2 separate regions of the Gossypium hirsutum genome follow, and region 1 is linked to region 2. Evidence: chromatin contacts called from public Hi-C data. All regions are on one chromosome and are shown on one strand. The core of a region is the stretch at or near the end of the contact, and the rest is flanking DNA. Distances in the headings are between cores, read along the strand shown. Region 1 holds the start of LOC107897155 (pectinesterase). Region 2 holds the start of LOC107926862 (transcription factor MYB78).

Evidence for each region. Hi-C and Micro-C count contacts between places; a contact is called where the count stands out from the background.
Region 1: a contact with region 2 is called in a Hi-C map of hypocotyl, with 3 times the contacts expected there. The contact joins the promoter of LOC107897155 here to the promoter of LOC107926862 in region 2. A contact is called at or near these places in 6 of 34 Hi-C or Micro-C datasets (anther, hypocotyl, leaf and 1 more).

What each region holds. Positions count from the first base shown.
Region 1 is chrA08:95,769,468-95,773,918 of Gossypium_hirsutum_v2.1, forward strand. LOC107897155 (pectinesterase) reads left to right here and starts at 2,736. Exons shown (of 2, transcript XM_016822507.2): 1 at 2,736-3,928; 2 at 4,282-4,451. The coding sequence starts at 2,953.
Region 2 is chrA08:95,282,552-95,287,072 of Gossypium_hirsutum_v2.1, forward strand. LOC107926862 (transcription factor MYB78) reads right to left here and starts at 2,181. Exons shown (of 3, transcript XM_016857801.2): 1 at 1,888-2,181; 2 at 1,662-1,791; 3 at 792-1,554. The coding sequence starts at 2,047. The coding sequence ends at 1,041. It overlaps LOC107926880 (Golgi apparatus membrane protein-like protein ECHIDNA), which reads right to left. Exons shown (of 5, transcript XM_041074582.1): 4 at 4,237-4,363; 5 at 3,188-3,496. The coding sequence ends at 3,408.

The DNA of each region.
Region 1 (4,451 bases), core at 1,486-3,985, 490 kb after region 2:
CTAGACTCATTAAGCTTTAATTAAATAATTTATGCAGCTTCTAACTCATCTCCTACAATTTATGGTGATTTTCCAAAGTCACATTACTGCTGCTATCCCAAGCAGATTTATTACCAAATCACTCTTTCACACCTAACTTGCATGCTTGTTATTTAAACATGTATATCACCAATCAATCATCACATATCTATGATTTTACTTAAGTATAATCTCCATTTCACCATTTTAAAGCACAACATGTTAGCCGATTTTTCCCCTTAGCATCTAAGGCACATGCATGCTTATTTGTTTGGCTCAACTTCACCTATCTTCCATTTTTCATCAAAAGAACATGAAACAACAACCATTTCCTTCATTTTAATTCATGACTAAATGCTCACAACACAACTAAAAATCAAAATATGCTTCAAGAGTTAAGGTAGAATCAAGAAGAACTCATTAACATCAAGATAGAAGCAAACTACCATGAACTTACCTTCAATTTTCTTCCCCAAGTGACCGAACATTCAAGAGCTTTCTCCTCTCCTTTCTCTTCTCTAACTTTAGGCTATGATGAACAAAGATGGACAAAACTTTGTTCTTTTCACCCCTTTTTCTTATGGAACAAAAATTAACTAAAATTGTCGGGTTCTATCTTAAGCTTGGCTTTCTAGAGGCCCACTAACATAATTAAACTTATGCCAACATTCATAGAATTCCGAAAATTGGGGCGTTACAAGTTTCCACAAGGTAATCCTGGGATGAATTGGCATCTACTATCTGACAATGCCGCCCGATTGGCTAAATTGTCAGCATCCACTTGGTTAAAAGAAAATACGTGTCCTCATCCATTTTACGATATAATTTTTATCTTATTCAAATCGAGGTGATATTTAAATAAAGTTCTTCTAACAATGCACACAGCTACAAAAACGACAGCAGCAAACACAATAGACAAGTCTGTTTTTACTACAATAGGTTAATTCAACAGATATAAGTTCCAATTTCTCAAGCTTTTAGTTCAAAATTTGCATAGTTTGATTGAAAGAACACAATGTCTTGAGACATCCAATTGCATTTGATAGTTGAGTTTGGACTCGAGTAGGAACTTCATATTTAACGCCGAGTAACCCTAAAATGTGTTAAATAAGGTTGTTTGATATCTATAATGTATTATTGTATTATGATTGAAATTTTTTTGAAATAAACCGTGAATAATTGCTTAAATTATTTAGTAAATTGAGACAATCTGAATTACTCCAACAACATAATGTGACATCACGCATTTGGATCCAATGATCAGGTCGGGTGTGAGGTGAGAATATATATTACTATGTAAGACTAAAATATATGGTGTGTAATAATAAATACGTAACATTTTTGTATAATATAACTTTTGTGTCATTATTTTGTATAATACATTTTTAGCTCATCCAAAATTTCCTTCAATGTTTCCATTTTTTTTATTGGGATTCATGTTTATCAATTTTAATAATTTTATTTTTAAGTTTAATTTTATCAATTTTATTGGGATTCATGTTTTCTTTTTAAAAGTGCAATATGTTTTATTGTACCGATATTTATTGATAATCAGTACTCCGACATTAATACAATATAATAAAATTTTATTTTTTACCACTATCACACCTACACTTACGTGCTATATATGCAAATATTTTTCATTTTGATAATATAAATTTTGGCCCCTAAATTCGACAATTAAGTTTATTTTGGTACCTGCACTTTTTTTTTCATTTTGATACTTGAACTTGACAATTAATTTTCTTTTGATCCCTAACTTTGAAAAAAAGAGTAAAAAATTTGATGGAGCTCAAAGTGTCATATTTAGTATTTTAATAATCAAATAAGTGGTTGAATATGTCAGGCCATCAGTTTTTGATTCAACCAGTTCGATTGTTGAACCAACAACAATGAAATATAATATTAAATTTTTATAAAAATTTAAAATAAATTAAAAACAAAAAAAAATATTAAACCTTTTTTGTTATTAATTTTTATCTTGATTTTTTATTTTTACCAATTTTAAGTAGTTTTCAAGTCAATCAGTTCAAATTCTTTGTTTAGACCATTATATCAATTAATTCTTGATCTATTTGATCCTCTTATGTCTAGCAACACTGACCATATTATAAAATCTTAAAAGTATGTAAATTAAGAGATAATTATCAAATTAAAAAAATATATATAAATACTAAAATGGTTAGTATGGTTGTGAGGACCATAAATGCACCCGGCCCCAACGACTTCATTGTCTGATTAGACCAATATATATGTAGAACAGTTAGAATGTGAACATGTCTAAATGTTGATAACATTTTCTGAAGCGCAAATTGTAAAGAAGGTACACATCGGTTGAAAACAAAATAAGAAGGCCAATGTTTTTAGTTCTTGTTTCAAGGAATGGAATGTGATGTCCTGTTTGAGTCAAAACATGATATATTTATGTAGTAAAGTACTAAAACTTAGGATATTATGAATCGAAAATGTTGATATACATTTAAAAAGATGAAATTAAAATTTGTTTTCTTTGTTTGTGAAAGATGAATAGCGATGTAACTAAACTTCCTTCTTTTGGGGTCTAAATCCCTATTAAGTGAAACCCTTTGTCTCAGACAGACCACAACTTTGTAACCTATCCACTTGAAATTTGGTAACCATCGTCCATTTTTAAGTAAAGAATCCTAATTTAGAGGATCCCACTTGCTATAAACACCATCCCCCAATACATACCGATTTAATATAATATTTAACAAAACAAGAAGGCCAAGAGAAATTCTGCTTTCCAATACAGTTATTGCTCCTTTCTTTTTATCCTTCTCGGTTGGTTTAAGGTTTAAGAATCATATATAAAGTGGTGCTATGTATGGTTCTTCACCATAGCCAGCCGAAGGAACATGTCTCTTTAATAATAATAATAAGAAGAAGAAGAAGAAGAAGAGGAAATTAACAAAGATGAGCAATAAAGTGGTTGTTGCAGGGGTTTCCATCATTCTTGTGGTGGGAGTCGCTATTGGCGTGGTTACTACAATTAATCATTCTCGTGATGCTAAGGGTAAATTGTCTCCTGAAATGAAGGTTGCGACTAGCATTTGTTCACCTACTCATTATCCAGATGCTTGTCATAAGACTTTCGCCTCTATGAACAGCACTGGTCCTAAAGAATTCGTTAAAAAGGTTATCTATGCTGCTGAAGAAGAAGTCAAAAAGTTCCTCAACTTTTCTGACTCCAAGATTGCTGAAGCTAAGGACAATGGCCTCACAAAGATGGCCTTGAATGATTGTAAGGACATGATGCAATATGCCATTGATTCACTTAAGGCAACATACGCTGACGTAGATGGAAGTGATTTGCATAACATTGACGATCGCATAAACGATTTTAGGACCTGGTTGAGCGCTGTTATCTCATACCAACAATCATGCTTGGATGGATTTGAACATGATAGCAGCTGGAGAGAAACCATGGAAGAGGCTATTGTTGCTTCTAGTGAACAAGCAGCTAATGCTTTGACAATTGTGACAAAGTTGATCGAAATTCTTACCAAGTTAGGTTCCGAGTTGGCTAGTCCTAACACTCGTAGACTTTTTTCTGTTGAGGAAACAAACTATCCTTCATGGTTTTCAACTACAGACCGCAAGCTTATAGCTAAGATTGATAATAGCAATTTGAAACCAAATGCTGTTGTGGCTAAGGATGGTAGTGGCCAATTCAAGACCATTACTGAAGCTTTAGCTGCCGCTCCCAAGAACTCCATAAACCGACATATAATCTACATCAAGGCCGGAATTTATGATGAGTACATCACCGTGGACAAACAATACACCAACATCCTTATGTTCGGTGATGGTCCAAGAAGAACTATTGTCGCCGGTCGCAAGGGTGTAAAAGATGGCGGTGGAATTACCACCTGGCAAACTGCCACTTTCTGTAAGTTTTTAATAACTCAAACCATATTTTTTGCTCTATGAATATGTGATTTGATTAATACCAAGGTTCATAATGCTGACATTATCTCATAACTCGTAACAACTAGTAATATATAAGTAACATACAATTGTAAGCTTTTCACATGCTCATAAAACAAATGATATTCACCTCAGGTAGAGAACAAGTTGGCCCTATAAACCCTTGAATGTGGTAGAGGATGAATGCTAATTGGATTCATAATAAATGTAGGTCAATTGCATACAATAATAACATTCACTGAACTGGTTAATTTATGACAATATGTTCTTCATGACAATTTTATAATATATAATTCTTTAATTTTAATGTTTCAGCGGCTATTGGAAGTGGGTTTATTGCCAAATCCATGGGATTTCAAAACAATGCTGGTCCTGAAAAGCATCAGGCAGTGGCACTTCGAATTCAATCAGATAAGTCAGCCTTTTTCAATTGCAGAATGGATGGTTACCAAGACACCTTGTACAATCACGCAAACCGCCAATTT
Region 2 (4,521 bases), core at 931-3,430:
TAATAAATTATCAAATCAATTAATTTATCATGCGTTATTAAATTCAAGTAATCGATTCATAAATTTATGATATTTCGAATTCATAGCAATATATTTAATTAGCGAATTTAATAGTTTATTAAATTGATATTTTAATTTCACTCATCTAAGATTATTTTTATTTAATAAAAATTGATTAATAGATTTTCTTTCAATTGAAATTTAAATCATTTTATCAAAATAATATTTTAATAAAAAGTATTTTTATTTAATAAATTATAATTAATAGATTTACTTTTATGAAATAACTATAATTTTACTTAACATTTTTTACAATATTTTGTTATAGATGTGAAAAACTGTTATAGAAAGTTAAAATAAAGTATAAAAACCGATTCTACTTAAAAGTTTACTATTATAGCGAAATACTATTATAACAAATGACTATTATAGAGAGAGCTGGCTAATTTCATTTGTTAAAATTTTGGTTTGCTTTGATTATTCTATGATTTGGTCTGTTTTGATTAATACCAACTTATATTGGTGTATAACAACTCGTCTCGTACAAATATTAATAATTTAAATCAACTTTAACTTTTATTAAATTAAAACTAAAATGTAATTATTAAATTTATGTATGATTCAAGAATATAAATAATCATATATCAAAATACATCAGAGCGGTGATTAAAATTTTTGTCAAATATCCGTTTCATATGGATTCAAACAGCATTATTACCATCCTCTATCCCTAATATTGTATCAAAAAGACATGGTCCTAATTTTGCTTCGAATATTACCATCTTTTCTACTAAAAGAAAAAGCAACATTTTCCATTAGGTTGAATGCTCTAACAAGGAAAATGAAAGAACAAAATTGAGCAATTGAAATGGTATAGAAGCATATTGTAATGCTATAAATCTCTATCAACCAGATATTGTTGGGTGATTCATTTACATTACTTCAAATTTTGTGGTGTTCACTGTTAGATCTATAAGTAGCAAATTAATGGCGAAAATGTTTTAAGATATATAAAACTTTAATATTATACGTCACGTAAGCTAATTCAAATCATCGTCATCATAAAGCTGCTGTCTTAGGAACCAAATATTCTCTTCGTTCCACACACTCTCCATCGAATCTCCACCGTCCGTCGCCTCAATTTCAACCCCACCCCATGTTCCCGCTATTGTATTTCCTGAACCCGACCCGTTTTGTAAGCTATTCGGGTATTTTGAATTTGTCAGGTCTGAAACGGAAGAGACTTGGGCGTCCAGGGAATCTGATGAAGTGCCTGATAACTCGGGCAAGAGACTCGGGTCAACTCGGACCGAACCGATCGTATCTGCGTAGGTAGTGGTGGTGGAGGAGGATTGTTGAGCCGAGTGGGATCCAGATGAAGCGCAGATTTGTTCGACCAGACGAGGGATCCAAACGTACCGCATGGCGTCCCTGAATTGCTTGCTGTTAACGTCGCATTTAAGCTGTTTCGCCTGTTTTTGGACTCTGGTTCTCCAATAGTTCTTTATCTCATTGTCTGTCCTTCCAGGCAAATGTTGTGCAATTTTAGACCATCTTCATGATCAAAACCAGATCCAAGTTAGCACAAAAAACCCATTCATATATGAAAATTTAAGGAATGATGAAAGCAAAATTGAGGTTTTTAAGTAAAAAACACAAACCTGTTGCCCCATCGAGAATGGAGTTGAAGAATCAATAGCTGTTCTTGGAGACTAATGTTCCCACGTCTCACTTCCGGTCTCAAATAGTTCAGCCATCTTAATCTACAGCTTTTGCCGGTTCTTTTCAATCCTGGACCAATTCATTTCGTTTCGTTTTCAGTATCACAAAAAAGAAATCATGTGCAGAAGAGATGCATAGAAGGCTTAAAATTCTTGGGTTTTATACCTGATAAGCGAGCAACTGAGTTCCAGCGACCTTCGCCATGGATATTAACATAAGCTTTAAGCGTGAAGTCTTCTTCTTCAGTCCATGGACCTTTCTTTACGTCCATATCTTCTTCACTTTGTGGGGTTTCAGATATGAAACCAGTCTCGTAAACATCCATTTCTGAGCTGAAAAGAAACGGGCTTTGTTTTTTTTCCGATGAAGAAACCAAAAAGGATAGAGAGGGATTTGATTCGTGACTTTGGGTTGATTCGAGCAAAGGGGATTCATTTATATAGGGGGAGTTTGGACTGACTACCAAAAAGTAAACAATGATTTTTTTTTTTGATGAAGAAGAGAAAACAGGGGCATGTGTGTGTGATGAAAAAGTAGAAATAGCAACGACCCATTTGTGAATTTTCTATTTGGGTTTTGACTGTCTGACTTTTCCATGTCTTATGTATTGGTCTCGTACACGCACAATTGGACAAAATGTTTGAATATGAACTATGAAGACCAAACACTATTCTACGAGGATAAAAAGGTTAGTTTCTTTTTTTTCAAAACGAGGACAAGTTGTGTGTTGTTTTATTATTACATAGATCCAATATTTTCAACGTGTTCTGCTGTGGTTGCAACATGTGAAGATGATGAAAATAGTCAATGCTTGGATCAAAATTTTTACTATTTGTGACCGACCATGTAATGCTATTTCTCCTCCTCCTTTGTGTCTAAAACTAGAAGTAGATCTTCTCTTTCTTGTGGGGTTTTAAACTACCATTTCATCAACAGTTAAAAGAGCATATGGCGCTGATAAGATAAAACCCATTTTAAGATTTTATTATGTTTAAACGCATGACCTTAGATTCATGCGCAATCAGGATACCATTTGAATTATGTGGTATTCTGGTTGCCCTTCAATATTTAACCATCATCAATTCAAACTACTTTTCATGCACTCTTATTTTTAACTAGTTATGAATTTCCACTACATGTCAAGGGGTGATTCTCACTCGTCAACAATTTAGAGGTATTTTTAGAAAATTTTTTAAGAGTCAAGGGACATATTTTTAATTGTGTTGTTAGGTTTTAGATTCAAGAAAAAGAAAGAGAGTTTGGTGAGCAGAGGAAAGTCAATTTGGTAGCTGTTGCAGATTGTGACTCATTGATGTAATTTTCATTCTTTTTCTGCAAATGGTGTGCTGACAGAAATTGTTTTGGTTTAGAATATAGAATTATGTGAAGAAACCCAATTTAGCAATCAATGTAGTGAGGAAGTTTGGTGTGATTAAAAGATATAATCCCCACCAAGTCAATCAAATTTCTCTTTCAACTACATGTATCTGTTATTCTGATTTTCGTTACAAAATTTATTACAATAAGTTTAGGAGAATACATATTTCTAATTCCTTTTCTTTTCTTTTTTTCATTCTACGATTAAAAACAAAATTACATAATGAATTCATTGTTTTTCAGTACCTAGAAGTTAAAGAAAGCTGGGCAATAAAATTTTGATAAAATCTGTTTGCAGCTCAGACAACTTACACCAAGCTAAATGCTGACTGTAGTGTAGATGAAAAACGAGAAGCAATGGTCCTAGAGGCAAACGCCTGAATCTTGTTCTTGGCATCTGAATTTATTATAAAGAGGAAAAAAGAAAATCTTGTAAGATAATAGAAATGATATAAACTGTATCTGAGAATTGGCTTCACAGGTTCAGGTTAGATTAAGGTTAAGGGATTAAAGATCCCACCAATCCACTCAAAGGTAAATTTGTGTGGATTTCAAGTTAATTAGCATGAAGTCTAAGGTTCGATAACTATATTTGAAAACCCTTCTTCCTTCCGATCCCATTTTGTATAAAAAAAAAATCAGCTCACCTTCAATCCAAATGAACAAATAAGCCAATAAAATCCAACTTTAACCAAACCCATGGTTTAAGGTGATCTTAGTATCATTTTCTCTGTTTTAGGCTTGCATTTCTATTTACAAGTTTGCTCCAAGCCTGTGTAGTATAAGATCTAAAGTTTGAACGGGCCGATGAAGCCACAGTTAGAGTGGAAAAGTTGTTGTTCTTTGGCATCATAGACCTGGGTTCGAGTCTTGGGTCACCTGTGCGCTCCTCTCCTTGGTTTGTAATGATCAAATCAAACAATAACACAAATGGTTGGATGGCATGTTGTAGGTTATTTCATTAACAAAAAACTGACTAGATAGGCTTCAAGAGCCTTTCAAAATCCACCTAAACCAAGCTAATGACATGGACTGCCACGGTGTGTGATCTAAAACTATCACCCTTTAGCTTGTTTTTCTACACGATTTATCGTTCTACAAGGATTACTATAAATCTGAAACGGCGGAATCTCATACCTTTACGACATTTGGTGAATCCGATGATGTTGGCAATGGCAAGGCTCAAACAAACTCCCACAACTAGGAGATAATCAACTTCAAGTCTTACCAATGAAAATATCCCAAAGATGGTCCAAGCAATTGCCTGAATAGAAAAAAAAAAGGACAAGAGAAAGTATTAAATGTTAAAACTTGAAAGCATATTAGAGTGAAAGCGTTGCAAATTCATCAGCAAGTCACTTCCAATCCATTGTCGCAATAATTACTTACATTAAGATACAATGTCCACCAAAATAACCAAGA